2 separate regions of the Rattus norvegicus genome follow, and region 1 is linked to region 2. A link is a contact called in public Hi-C data. All regions are on one chromosome and are shown on one strand. Each heading gives the region's core, a stretch centred on a gene start, on an enhancer-like site or on the middle of the called end of the contact. The rest is flanking DNA. Distances are from core to core; before and after follow the strand shown.

Region 1 (7,041 bases), core at 3,992-6,491, 220 kb after region 2:
GGACACGTGTACACATACACACAAAGAGAGACAAAGAAGTATCACATGACAAACTGTAGGCAAGGAGTCTTCCACAGAGTATAAGAACTCTTCCCTCTTTAGAAGGAAACTTCTCGTTGTCTTTCAGTGGTGGGACATTGACATCCAGAAGCATGTTCTCAGCCTTTCAAAGTGTGGGTAACATAACAGCCGAGACCTCACCAGTACTGTTAGTTCCATCTCAGGCCCCATCCCTGCTGGAACAAAACAGGAGTGACTTCAACTCTCTGTGGGTCTGAAGCACCATGCGGCTGGAAGCTGAACGTGCAAACCTTTGGCCCCTTTAGGAGAACACCGCCATCTGACCATCGGTCAGATAGCACCCAGAAACACCTGGTAGTCGTTCGCAACAATGTAACTTAATACAAGATAAAAATGGGAGGTGACTGAGTTTGCTTTTTGCTGAATGGAACAGAATGTAATTGGCTCATTTATGTTAGGATGGGTATAATTAACCAATTGGTATCATGTCCCAAGCATTTTAGTGAGTCCTGAAATGAACATCCCCACAACCGCTCTGGAACACGGTAAGCTACCACAGTGGTATGGTGATCGCCCTGTCTCCTGATCTCTCCACTCCCAGAGTAGGTAGTTGGTGGTTGAATTAGCAGAGCTGGTATTCACAACATTCCCTTGGTGTCCCACCTCAAAGGGCGTGTGAATTCAGAGAATCCGGAGGGGCCCAGCAGTTAAGTCACGGGCCTGGTCATGTTTACCCACTTGCCAGCAGCTGTGCGTGTGTAACATGATACAAAAAAGTGGCCCAAGGAAGTGACAGGGAGCAGAATGTCGGCTGACAGAGAAACAGGAGTTAACGGGAAACACATGTTCTTGACAAGAATGAACCTGTGCTCCTTCGCCAGTCAGCTCTAGGCTAGTTTCAAGTCTACTCCCCCCCAAGGCTACACTGAGGGAGACTCCTAGCCCGGCTCCTGAGTGATGCAGTGTTCAGGTTTCCAGTTACCTATCTCTCTGACCGTGCACCAGAGGCACAGAGCCAGGCAAATTCTGATGACCTTCTCAGTGAAACCCCGGCCAAGCAGTGTGTAATCAGGAGAGTGGGCTAAAGCTGATGAAAGACACATCCAGGCCTCAGACGTGCTGTTAAAATAAAACCAGGCGCAGTCGTACACATTCAGGAGGCAGGAGCAGGTGGGTCTTTGTGAGTTCCAAGCCGGCCAGAGCGACGTAAGCCGAAGAAAGAAAGGAAAGTGCCGAGAACACTGCAGCCTGAGTGCATCCTTAGTTCTGGGGTCAGGTTAACAGGCTCATCTCAAACCTCACATCTTCCTCCCCCATCCTTCTCCAGAGCCAACCTACTCCTAAGACCTGCTTACAAGGCCCTTGCTTTGTTGTGCAAAGTAGAGAACATACAGTTCCTGTGGCAGGTGGTTTAGGAAACTACCAAGTCAAGGTCCTGGCACCTCACCGTGAAAGCTTCTTGTTAATGGGGCAGAGTCCTCACCTGCTATGACAGCAGTCTTAGGGCACATGGTGGTGTACACCTTCGATCCTAGCCCTCAGGAAGCAAAGGCAGGTAGATCTCTGTGAACTCAAGGCCAGCCTGATCTACACAGTGACCCTTTAGGGCAGTCAAAGCTACATAGTGAGACCCTATATCAAAAATAAATAAATACGTAGATAAATATATAAATACATAAACAATCTCATAGTAATCCACCAGCCCCCACGGCGCTTAAATAGATTAATTCATTTATGAAGGAAGAACCTCATATGCCCTGAGGCCACGTCTCCCAGGTACACCAGCATGTGAGCGTGGGGAAGGGCACGTTCACACCACCACACCAGGAGTCCTCCTCCATCCAGGCCGTCCCTCCTGCCTCCCTCTGATGCCTGTCCAAGGTTGAACTCAAGGCCACAGTGTGCACCTTCAGACTCTGCTATTCCTTTCTCTCTGAATTCTGGGCCCCCCCTGTCTGTCTGTCTGTCTGTCATCAATGGTCAACTAACAGTGGAGTATTATTCAGCTCTAACCAAAAAGTGTGATCCTGTCATTTGTGGCAACATGGATGAAACCAGAGGATATTCTGTTAGGTGTTAAGTTCAGCAGACATAGAATAAAACTAGACATGTTCTCCACAAGCAGAAACTAGAAAGGGTAACCTCACGGTAGTGTGTGAAGCAGTGTCCACCAGAGCCAGGGGTGGGTGGAGAAAACGGACTTGGGGTTTGACACGGATGAGGTGCAGTGAGGAAGCTAACAGAAGGCACTGAATATCTCCAACACAGACAGACAGACATCCAAGACGATGAACGCTCCAGGGACTTGATGGTCTGTTCACACACACACACACACACACACACACACACACACACACACACCATTAAAAATCCTTTAACAAGAAAACTCACGCTATGCTCACAAATATGTAGTTTTTCATATATCATTTAAAACATCTCGCCAAGCCCCCGCTTAGACAGTCATGGGGTCTCCATTCCGACGGCAGCGCTCCCTGCACAAAGGTGAGGCAAGCGCCCAGTGTGTGTCCCATCTGTTGGAATGGAGCCCCATGGAAACCAGGGTTATCTTCTACATCTGCACACAGAGGGCTCACAGACAACTCACCTGGCTCCCAGAGAGATGAGCTTGAGGGGTGGGTGTAGAAGAACAAGCCTGTCACCTATAACAGACACACTGATCCTGAGCCTCACATGTGGGAGCATCCTGGTCCCTCTGACCACAGCCTACACGGCCATCCCTTCCTCCCCTGGAGACCGAAGCTGGTAATGTCCAAAGGAAAGGCCATCTTTCCTTGGCCAAGAACCTCAGTTCAGGCTTCACCCCTATGATGAGTAAAGTGAGACTACTTAGAGGACATGGGACACCCTCCTCCGACACCTTAGCCACCTCCAGTCACTCACCCAGGATGACTCTCCTACCGCGAGATGTCCATGCCATCTTGGGTTCCAACAGTGTGGGCTCCTGACAGTCTCCCACACCGCCACCCTCCCTTGGTTTCAGCTTACACAGTGTTTTCTCTGGGGTCAGGTTTGGAGAGGGCAGATAACAACTCAACCCTCAATAACTGTGCCAGCAGAATCCAGCCTCAACAATGTGCCCCGAGCCCTCTTGTCCCCAGTTGTGGACTTAGTAAGTTCTTTTGTGCAGATTCCAATAGCCACGGGCCTCCCTCAACTCCCAGGGGTCCTGTCGTGGGAAGGCATTTGGGCTCCGGCAGTCTGGGAAAGTATGAGAGTGAGTGGGCAGAGGTGAGCAAGGGGCAGAGGCCACAGGGCCCTCAGCCGGCTGCAGATGGAGCTGTTGAACACAAGCAGTGGGGCGCTTGGTGTGACATGGGAAGATCCTTTCATTTCCTCACGATTTTGACCAAAGATGATTAGAGCCATGTTGAGGGAGTATTCTAATTTGCTTTCTCTCGCTTCGATAAACATCCACAGCCAAAAGCAACTTGGTGAGGAAAGGGTTTATTTGGCTTACAGCGTACAGTCCACTGTGCAGGAAGCCAGCCAGGGAAGGAACCTGAAGGCAGGAACTGATGCAGAGGCCATGGAGAAGTCCTGTCACTAGCTTCCTGTCCTTGGCTCACTCAACCTGACTTTTTTTTACAGCACCCAGAACCATGAGCCCGGAGATGGCACTGCCCACAGTGAGCTGGGCCCTCCGGCATTAACCATTAATCAAGAGAATTCATGATGGGTTTTCCCAAGGCTGATCTGTTTTCGTTTGTCTTGTTTTAACAACTGAAGTTCTCTAGACAAAACTAACCAGCCCGTGGGGTAAGGTTTTAGCAATTGCTTATCTACAGAATGGGAGATGAGGTGGCCCCTGGCTGAGAAGTTGGCTCTGTGAGTAAAGGTGCTGTTTAGTAAGTCGAGCGACCTGAGTTTGATTCCCAGGACCCTAATGGCAGGACAGAACTGACTCTGACCTCCACATATGCACCGTGGCACACACATCCTCCTCCATTCTCACAGACACGGGATGCTCCAGGGAAGCCATACATATGATCCGGGAAGCCTGTGATCAGCTCCGAGGAGTAACCGTGTAGGCCACTGTGCTAATTCTAGGGATAAGGAAACCAAGGCCCAGGAGACTCAAGTTGTCATGGTTGTGAAGAAGCAGAACTGGGCTGCAGTGGGTACCGCTGAATATTCAAGAGCGTAACCAGACATGGTGGCACACGCCTTTAACCCCAGCTGTTGGGAGGCAGAGGCAGACAAATCTCTGTGTTCGGGGCCAGTCTAGTCTACAGAGCGAGTTCCAGGACAGCCAGAGCTATACAGAGAAACCCTGTCTATAAAAGCCAAAAAAGTCCATGAGGTTGGAGAGGCAGCTCAGAGGGTGACGTGCTCACCTTACTAGCACGAAGACCTGAGTTCAATCCCCAGCACCCACACTAAAAAGATAGGGGTCAGGAATGGAGAGATGGCTCAGTGGTTAAGAGCACTGACTGCTCTTCCAGAGGTCCTGAGTCCTAGCAGGACCCCTGGGTTCAACTCCCAGCAACCACATGGTGGTTCACAACCATCTGTGATGAGATCCAATGTCGTCTTCTGGTGTGTCTGAAGACAGCTACAGTGTACTTATATATAATTAATAAATAAATCTTTAAAGAAAAAAAAGCTAGGGGTCAGGGCTCGCGTTCGTAATCCTAGTGCTGGGGAACTAGGGACAGGAGGATCCTTAGGGGTCACCAGACAGGCCATCTAGTCTAACTGGTAAGTTCCAGGCCACCGAGGCCACCTCAGAGAAGGGAGATGGCATCTCTGGAGCTGATGCTCAAGGTCGTCCTCAGGTCTCTGTGTACACATGTGCCGGCAAACACAAACATGGGCACACATTGTCTGGAAGCGTACCACATGATTCACAACAGTCAAGTCATCGACCTGACCCTAGGTGCTGATCCGCAGAGGCAGAGGCCTGTGCTGTGCAGACATTGTAGACCATAGAGATGAGTGAACTCTGTCAAACACAGGACAAGGATGCAGTTTGAGATCATCGTGTTCAATGAAATAAGAGGGGAGGGGACAGAGGACAAGAGTGGTGGGTGGGATAGCATCCGCTCTCTGGGTTCCTTCTTCTGGGTCCAGGCTGCTGCTAACAGCCAACCATGTGACCTTGGATAATTCACCAATCTTAAGGCCTCAGGTCCTTATCTGTCAGCCAAGGCCAAGGACTGATCTGGGAACGGCCTTCCAAACACAACATTCCAGGGTACTCTGTTCCCCTTCCAGGCCCAGAGACAGCACAGAGTGGCCTGGCCTCCCAGCCTGCAGGCACTCATACCTCCCGTGGGCTGGCCAGCAGTCAGCTTTCGGTTGGGAGCTGAGAGGAGACGGTGGCAAAATGGGTCACCATGAAGAATTCTGGGTAAAAAGAGGGTGGATGTCTGTCTTCCTCCCTGACTCCACCACAGTCTGTCCTTGACCACTGAACCCAGTGCTAGGGTGTGGGTATGGTGCATGGCCCACTCTCAAGAGCCCCTCTACAGGTCTGCCTTCTTATCTTCCTATAAATCCATCTTTAAAATGGCACCAGATACGGCCCTGGCCCACGGGACTGTTGTGAAGCAGATGTGAAAGTGTGAAGGGCACTCAGAGCTGGTCCTGGATGTTACCGTGACTGTGACCTGTTCATCCTCTCAGAGGAGTGCCTCCCTGTGGTGACCCTTGTCAGGGACTGAGTGGCTGAATTTTAGCTGCACCAGATCAGACACCATAGAGACCCCGGGAGCCTTCAGTCTCCTGCTGAACCAAGACCACCCTGAGCCTCCCAGAAAAGTGGGTTATTTCCTGATTAAAATGATTCCCGTATAAGCACAGTCAGGAGCATGTTGGCGAGGTTTTCATCTACCACCACCAACTTCAGCTTCTGCTTCCTGCCCCACATTCCACTGGGGGCAGACTGTCATAAGGCATCAGATCCCCTGACCATCACTTCCCTGCACACGCACCATCCCAGAGATGCCCTGTGGAAGAAGAAATTAGTTCTGGCTGTGACTCTGTCCAGCAAGGCCTGGCTGTTTCTCATGCACTTTGCTGCCGCTCCCAACCTCTACCCCCTCTCTGCTGGCACCTGTAGCCGGGTGTCACCATGATCTTCTCACATTGGGGACTCGCTCTTACGTGAAACCAGCTAGGGTGGGTTGGCAATCAGGTTTCTCCCCCTGCCTGGAAGGCCAGAGCACCAGTTTTCAGAATGCCAAGGAACTCTTGGCCTGCCTCTGATTTCAGGGAGGTCTATCCTACAAGGCTTTCTGGGTACCAACCAGGGGTGCAGTGTGATAGCCAGGCCTTGGGGCTCGGGGGTCTTCACTGGAACTTCTGTGCAGAAAACTTCTCTGGGCCTGTCAGCATTGTCCCTTCTGGGTGGAACAAACTGGGGAAGGGGAGACCACACACTTGAGAATGAAAGGAGACAGATGGTCTGAGAGCAAGAGTTCTCAAAACCAAACCTCAGATACCCACCACAAGGTTTGTACTCCAGTGGGAGCAGAATTGAGGACCCAGAGCAATTCTTGGTACACTTTTTATCTTTAAATCTCTCAAGAACAGATGCTAAGGGGTTTTACAAAATCTTGGTGGCTCCATGGAACCTTCTAGAAACTTCCAACAGTGGACCATACATGAGGCCCACTTATAAGCTCTGATGGACCTAAGGTCCCAGAAGACCTGAGTTCCAGACCAGAGCTCTTAATTATGTTAGCACATGACTTGGATTTCTTTTTGCCTCCTAAATGCCTGTCTGAAAGGAAGGATATAGATGGGCTTCAAAATCAAGAAGCGGAAGGTTAGAGCTGTTCCTCAAATCTCGTTTGCATACCATGGTCTTCTCAGCTCAATCTACGTTAGGACCACATTTTCTGTCATAACTTCTGCCCTAAATACTTCTCAGCCAGAGCTGTAATAAGCCTGTGGGCCTGGCTGCTAGGCAGACTAAGGCAGGAGGATGTCTTGAACCCAGGAGTTCAAGGCCATACTGGGAAACAACAAGAATTTCACAAAATGAAATGCCCTTTG
Region 2 (7,227 bases), core at 3,045-5,544:
CGATGACGCTATCATGAACAGACGGTATACTTACCTGGGTGAGTAACCGGGGAGTCCATAGGTAACGAGGTGGACCTCTGTCAACATGAGCTCATGGACTGTTGCTCTATTACTAGGACAGAGAGAAGCAGTAGCTGGCTTTTACATTAATCCGCCTAACTAGTCACACTTTTGTCAGAGTTCCCTTAACAGCTTGACGTCTAGCTGCACACATGGGTGGTAGAAGAGGAACTCAGTCCAAACAGGGTGGTTTTCTTGAAATCTGATGGGTGAGCTTCCAGGGGAACAACCATTTCCTGGCCTTGGTTTGGCAGTCAGTCACGTTCAGATGGTCAGATATGAAGCAAACTCGACTGGATCCTGGTTTTCCCTGGACATCATTTTGAATGATGGGTCTGCTTCCTGGTCATGAGTAGAAGCAGTGAGAACTGGGGGTTTCCATGCTGAGCCTTACTCAAAGGCTCTGAGATGTTTTTCGATCATTTTTTCAATTTTTTAATTGTCTAGAGAGAAGGTAGGCATGATTTAACTTAGCAACCGCCAGGTAAGAGTGGTCCTGGTCTGGGGACGGTGGTGTGTACCCATGCTACTCCAGAGCCCATGGCCTCTGCAGGAGGTTTATGAAATCAAGAACATTTGAGCCATTCTGGACTACATAGTGAGATGCCATTTCAACAAAAAACAAAAATGGAGGAAGGAAAGGCAGAAGGGAAGAAAAAAGAAGACTGGAAGGGGAGGGAGGAAAAGAAGGAAAGGGAGAAAGGGAGGGCAGGAAATAGGAAGAGAGGGAAGGTGCAGACAGAAGGCCATGCCCTTTTAAGAACAGAGATAAGCCAGGCATGACAGTCCAGCCCTGTAATCCTAGCATTCTGGAGGTAGAAGCAGGAGGATCAAAACTTTGAAGTCACCTTGGGCTGCTTAGCAAGACCTTGTCTCAACAAAACAAAAATATGACAAAACACGGAGACGGGCTGCCTTTGTGTGATGGTACTGAGTCCCTTCTCCAATCCAGGCCTCACATAGACTGAAAGGGAAACTAAAGAAAGGGTGAAGCCGACAAAATAATGTCGTCTTTCATGGCTGCTTTATACAATCGCAGCCAAGGGAACCTCCAACCCTCTTTCTGCATAGAGAATTTTCTAGAAAGATGCTGGGCGGGTGTAGGGAGCTGGGGACTTGTCATTCCCGCCATGAGTGTTTTGCCGAGCAGCAGGGCACTTTATAAGCTTTGAGGTGTTTCTTCATCCAGCTCCTTCAAACACCTCTCACTCAATGCCATGCTTGGTGGGTAATCCAAAACAGTCTTCCAAGACAGCTGCCATCACTGCCGAGTACGGTTCATAGAGGACAGAGTGTGAAGGAGTTAGATGACTTGATAGTGAAGTCAGTTACTCATCCACGGTTTCTGACACAGGGTTTAAGTGCTGAAGCCCCAACCCCAAGGAGTGCATTTGCCTCTAGTGCTGAACCTCGGATGAAGCTGGGAACACCACGAGAGTGGGGGCTGCGCTTCTGATTCCTGGGGCGCTGTCTATTTGATGAAGGGAGAGACTCAGTGAGTCAGGGACTTGAGGGAAAGCACGAGAAGGACACAGCTGGTTGGTGGCTCTAGGTTTGAGGACAGATCCTGAGAACTCTGGGGCCTGTGGTTTCTCTCTGAGACCCTTATCTGCTGCCGGGATTAGCACGGAGCAGTTGACCTGGGTCTCACTCATGGCAGCCTTGGGTGAAGTGAACGTCTGGAAAAAGTCAACCATGTGGAAAACAAGATTTAGCCAGGCTAAAGTGATGGCGGCTGACATGTGTCACGGCAGTCAATGTTTAATCAGAGCAGTGGGGTTGAAGGTCATGAGAAAGCTTGAAGGATAGACGGCATTTTGTACTGGCCGGAGGTGCGAGTTTGGCCTTCCAGATGGTCTTGGGAAGGCAAGAGACATTTAAATCCAGCGCACACAACCATTTTTCATTGTTTCTGGGTTCCTTTCAGACCCAGATTCCTCGACTCCCCATCTGCTCACCAGTCCATGCATCTGTCCGTCATGGGTCCTTGTCCTTCTCTTAAAAAGGACATGACATAGTTGCTGACCTCAGCTTCTCTGGAGTCAGACATGTTGGGTTTGAATCTTGCTTGGTAATCTTGGGCATGGTTGTTCAACCACTTATTGTGTTATGCGAAAAAGAGAACATAAAATATTTTGTGCTGTTAGGAATCGAACCTACATACCAAGCAAGCCCTATTCTACCATTGAGCTGAGCCCCAAGCCCTATTCTACCATTGAGCTGAGCCCTAAGCCCTATTCAATCATTGAGCTGAGCCGCAAGCCCTATTCTACCATTGAGCTGAGCCCCAAGCCCTATTCTACCATTGAGCTGAGCCCTAAGCCCTATTCAATCATTGAGCTGAGCCCCAAGCCCTATCCTACCATTGAGCTGAGCCCCAAGCCCTATTCTACCATTGAGCTGAGCCCTAAGCCCTATTCAATCATTGAGCTGAGCCCCAAGCCCCATCCTACCATTGAGCTGAACCACAAGCCCTATTCTACTATTGAGCTGAGTCCCAAGTCCTCTTCTACCATTGAGCTGAACGCAAGTCTTGTCTACCATTGTGCTGAACCCTAAGCTCTATTCTACCATTGAGCTGACTTCCAAGTCCTTTGTTCATTTTCTTGACCTGGATGGGGTTTGCACTGTAGGCATATGCATGGCCATTCACGGAGTTGCACCTTTTCGTGTATGGACTGCGTCACTAGAATTCCATTTCCTCAAAGTAAAAAACACAGGGAGTATGTAGCACCTTCCTTGCTCCATAGAGGACCATCCTAAGGCACGGTCCTCCAGTGTCCCCACAAACATGCATTTCTGTGAGACAAGATGTTTATTATGAAAAGATTGGCAGTTGCCACTTGTCCTCCAGGAGGTCCATGTGCCAAGGATAACTAGCTTGTAATGTCTACTTACCCACCTGGGAAGCCCTTTCTTCTGCTGCATAATTTTTCCCTTATCTGACCTCCATCAAGCAAATCCTTGCTTCCTCTTCATCCTGTCTAGGCTATGCAGTGACCGCCGGCCATTTCTCTCATCCGTCTGTCACTGACGTGGTAGGAGGTGCCCCACAGGATGAAGGCATTGGAAAGGTAAGGAGAAAAGCCTGAGGCATGTCATGGTGCCAGGCAGAGGAGGGGCGCACACATGCTTCTCCGGAGGGCATTTCTGGTTTGTTTTGCCCCAACACTCCCAGATGGGTTGATGTGTAAGTGACCAGCAGACAGGGAGCCCGTCTCCCTCTGCTCACGCTGGGAGAGTTCACCTTGAAAACTTAGAGTATAGATACTATTCTTTGCCAATTCTCTTCTTGGCAAATAACTTTGTGTGTAGACATCACGGGACCCTTCCCCAATCCCTCCCCCAATAGGGAGAGCATCCAGTGATGTACAGATTCAAATACCACCATCTTCCCAAGCCTTTACCTCTGACTCGGTGGAATCCCATCTCATCTGCAACGTCTTTAGAGCTCCATGACGGTGGGTTTTATTTGTTTCCCCAGTGTTTCAGAAAAAAAAAAGTCCCCACTGTGTTCTTATGACCTGAGAACATGTAAATATGGCTTTCTCTATGTGTCTCCAAGAAGGTAGAGGACACTGTGGAGTTATGGCCTCTAAGGCCCAACATGGGGAGCTGTGGCTGTTGGTATTGTCAGGGTCCAGTCAGTCCCACTCAGGATCCCACTTTCATCTTACTGGCTGTATGCATTGCTCTCCTCATTGCTGTACCGAATACCTGTCAGGAAGCAATTGGGGGAAAGGAGTCTTTGTCATGGCTTAGAGTCTGAGGAGACATACTCTGTCATGATACAGAAAGCTTAGCGGCAGTCGGGAAGCTGTCTGGTCACATTGCATTTATGCTCCAGGAGCCGAAAGCTAACCTCAAGGCCTGACCCCACAGACCTTCAGCGAGGCTCCACCTCCCCCCCACCCCCCCAACCCCCCCGCGCTCCCCCCCCCTCCAAACGTCAGCTGAGAACCAGGTGTTCAAACTCGTGAGCCTATGGGGACAGTTAATGTTCAAACCAGTGTTGGGGGAAACTGAACAATGGTGTATACTTAGGGCCGTTAGTCCAAAGGGTAGATCAGTGAGTGATCTGTCAGACCATTCTCCTGGTTCATGAGAACCTTCGGCCAAGAGGTCAGAGAGCTAAAAGGCGTCAGCTGACTTGCTTGCCTGAGATGTGCCCATGATGTCCTCTCTACAGATGATCTCGGGCAGGAGGCAGCAGTTGCTGCCACCCGTGTTTTGGGAGTAGGGTGCTACAGAGAGAGGTCCTTTGAAAGTGAAACCAAATGTCAGGGCGCTGAGCTGGAGGCTGTGGAGGATTGCGTAGTTGAACTCTGATAACTTCTGTCCAGAACTGGCTCTGTCTGAGTCACATGAATTCCTGTACGCCATGAAAGGAGACACCCCAGTGGTCATGGCGCCTCCTGGGGAGGAAGCAGGGCTCCTAGACTTCTTCATGGTGACCTTTAGGATTCGGGTCATCTTCTTTACTGGTGTGAGAGCGTCAGGGCCTTCACACCAACATGCTGTTCCTTAGCTGGGGAAAGAGCCCTCAGCCCTACTTCTCATTAGCTCATCTTTGTGTCCTGTGTAACCAGAAGGGCTGGAGCCACGGCTCAGTGAGTAAGAGTGCCTGCTGCCCTCCTAGATGACGGGAGTTTAGTCCCCAGACATACAAGCAGCTCACAGTCCCCGGTAACTCCAGCTCTGGGAGATCTGATGCCCTCTTCTGGCCTCTCCACATACCACACACATGTGGTATACATTCACACACACACACACACACACACACACACACACGCACACAAACACGCACGCATGCACAGAGAGAGACACAGAGAGAAAAAGACAGAGATAGAGAGAGAAAGACAGAGATAGAGAGAGAAAGACAGAGACAAGAGAGAGACAGAGACAGAGACAGAGACAGAGACAGAACAGAAATACTTTTTGAAGGAGATGTAACCCGAGGGGCCAGAGATCCTACAGGGGATCGGTTTGGGGAGGTAATCACCAGTGCCAACATTCACCCATTTGTCTTAGGTTGTGCCATCCATTAAAGCTTACCTCCCAGGACAGGAAGAGTTAATTTAAAGAGAAAGCTTGTCTATCTACCAAGGGTTGAATCGCTTGGTTCTAACTGGGGAGGCTTCCTGGTCTTCTTGTGTGTGGTCTCTACAAACTGTGTGGTTCAGGAGCCGTGGTGATCCTTTCTGCCCCAGGGTTGAGGGAAGCTTTCTTCGCAAGTCATGGAGAGTTCTGTCCATACCTTTGTTACCATGAATCTGTGTGCGTACCTCTGTGGGAGACAAAAGGAAGACAAAGACTATGAACACCTTTAGTCAGAGCTCTCATTCTGACTAGGATTTTCTTTTCCCCCTCCATAGGTTTATATATTTAGAGCTGACCGAAGATCAGGGACCTTAATAAAGATCTTCCAGGCATCAGGGAAAAAGGTGAGTTCTTGATGTGGTTCGTGTGAGAGCCAGTTCCCGTCGAGGTCACCTATAACCTAGGGTTCATGCTCATCTGAGGAGACATGTACCACATGAGTCTCCACATGGCTAAGTTACAGGTGTGCTTTAAAAGCTGTCACAACCAGGTGCTGGCATGCAAATGAAGCATGTTGTCTCTTTGCCTCCTCCCTTCACCTTTGTCTCCCTCTGACTGTCTCATGGACACACATCTCCAACCCCAAAAGATCGGTACCGTCAAGGGCAGCCACAGAAGCGATCGCTTTCAAGGGGTACAGGCAGACAGATATTGTCTCTGTCTCATCTGACTGATGTCTTCTCCTTACATCATCGTCATACCAGGGGGACAGCTGTCACATAAAGAAAATGAAAATAAAACTCACCTTAGATCTCCGTACAGGGATGTTCAATCTACAACCTAGAGGCTGTGTCCACCACCACAAATGCGGTACAACACAAAATTACAGTTCCTTAAACACTATGGTGTGGGCTTTACATTTTTGTTTGTTTGTTTGCTTGCTTGCTTGCTTGTTTGATTTTGTCACTCTATCCTACTATTCTCAGATATAAATGTCTTGGGTAACGACTTTGTCTTCTTAGGACATTGAGTATAAAATAAACCACAAAGCCATTTCCGAAGGCTGCCTTGGAGAAGGGCTACCTACCTGGGACACTCTACTATGCCCATCTCCACCCCTGCTTCCTGAAAGTTTCCACTGTGACCCGTGAGATTAAGTCGGTAGATCGGTTCGGTGATTCGTTCACTTCCTTTTCCTGGGCTTCCCATCCTGCCTGTGTTTATGTAGCTTGGATCAGCAGGAAGGTGTGGCTGAGCTTAGGGGCTCAGGGGAATGAGGCTGAGGCCAGGAGGATTGTGGGACTCTATGGAGGCTGCTGGAGGCTTTAGTTGGCTCTGGGACAAAGCTTAGGGTGCATGAAATGTGGGAGGGAGGTGCCAGGAGGCTTTGCCCAGTTTCCCCGAGACGAGGGGCAACAGTGATTACTCCTTCCTGGCCCACTTCCCCGGTTCCCGCTTGCTTCCTTCCTGTCCGAGTTGTTCCTGCTGCACAGCAGCCTGGAACCATTTCACGGTGTTCCGACGGTGAATGATATTCGGGGTTCCAAAACCCTCGCTGCCGTGTACTTGTTATTCTTTCCAGTGGTTGCGATTTTAGCAGCTTTAGAACGTACACTCAGTATATAATGATCATAACCTTTGCGTGAAAAAAAAATGTACCCACAAACTCGGCTTTGCTCTCAGCTCTCGGAGGTGTGCTGGCGTGCGCTATTTTAACATCTCCCAAACCCCCAAATACTAGTGTCAGAAAGTAACCGTGAAAAATTCGCAAACTAAGTTTTGTATGCAACCCTGAAGTTAGGAAAGAGATAGCTACATACTATTGGTGATATATAAAAAAGATCGCCCTCCCCCGCAAAGAAAACCCCAAGTAGGGTGTGACTGTCACATAACAAATGGCTGGTGGGGTCCACCGTGGATAATGTGCCTACACGTGACAGTGTGAGCATTCTTTTGGGGTGGCTGAAGAAGGGGAACGCACCTCCATGCTGTTTGCTGAGTGTCCTTCATCGTCAATCTGGTTAGGTCTGGAGAGTGGCTTCCTTGGCCAGTTGTGTCTCAGTGAGTCAGCTTTAGGCAACGATGTGGATGCCTGTAGCCTTCGAGAACCCGTGTCTGAGCTGCCTG

The links. Hi-C and Micro-C count contacts between places; a contact is called where the count stands out from the background.
Region 1: a Hi-C map of liver shows a contact between it and region 2, with 2.3 times the contacts expected there. The contact joins two enhancer-like sites. A contact is called at or near these places in 4 of 12 Hi-C or Micro-C datasets (Schwann cells, kidney, liver and 1 more).

Annotation. Positions count from the first base shown.
Region 1 is chr8:127,455,545-127,462,585 of GRCr8, forward strand. All of the region lies in intron 23 of Itga9 (integrin subunit alpha 9), which reads left to right. Among named protein-coding and RNA genes, the nearest start is that of Ctdspl, 61 kb to the right of the region's middle. Within about 2 kb of position 5,242, at least 6 of the 93 cell types and tissues checked have an H3K27ac peak or open chromatin away from gene starts, as enhancers often do. A contact at or near this core is called in liver, where this site is marked.
Region 2 is chr8:127,238,412-127,245,638 of GRCr8, forward strand. Itga9 (integrin subunit alpha 9) reads left to right here. Exons shown (of 28, transcript NM_001420002.1): 6 at 1-38; 7 at 3,049-3,134; 8 at 5,436-5,504. Among named protein-coding and RNA genes, the nearest start is that of Trnaa-ggc2, 16 kb to the right of the region's middle. Within about 2 kb of position 4,295, at least 8 of the 93 cell types and tissues checked have an H3K27ac peak or open chromatin away from gene starts, as enhancers often do. A contact at or near this core is called in liver, where this site is marked.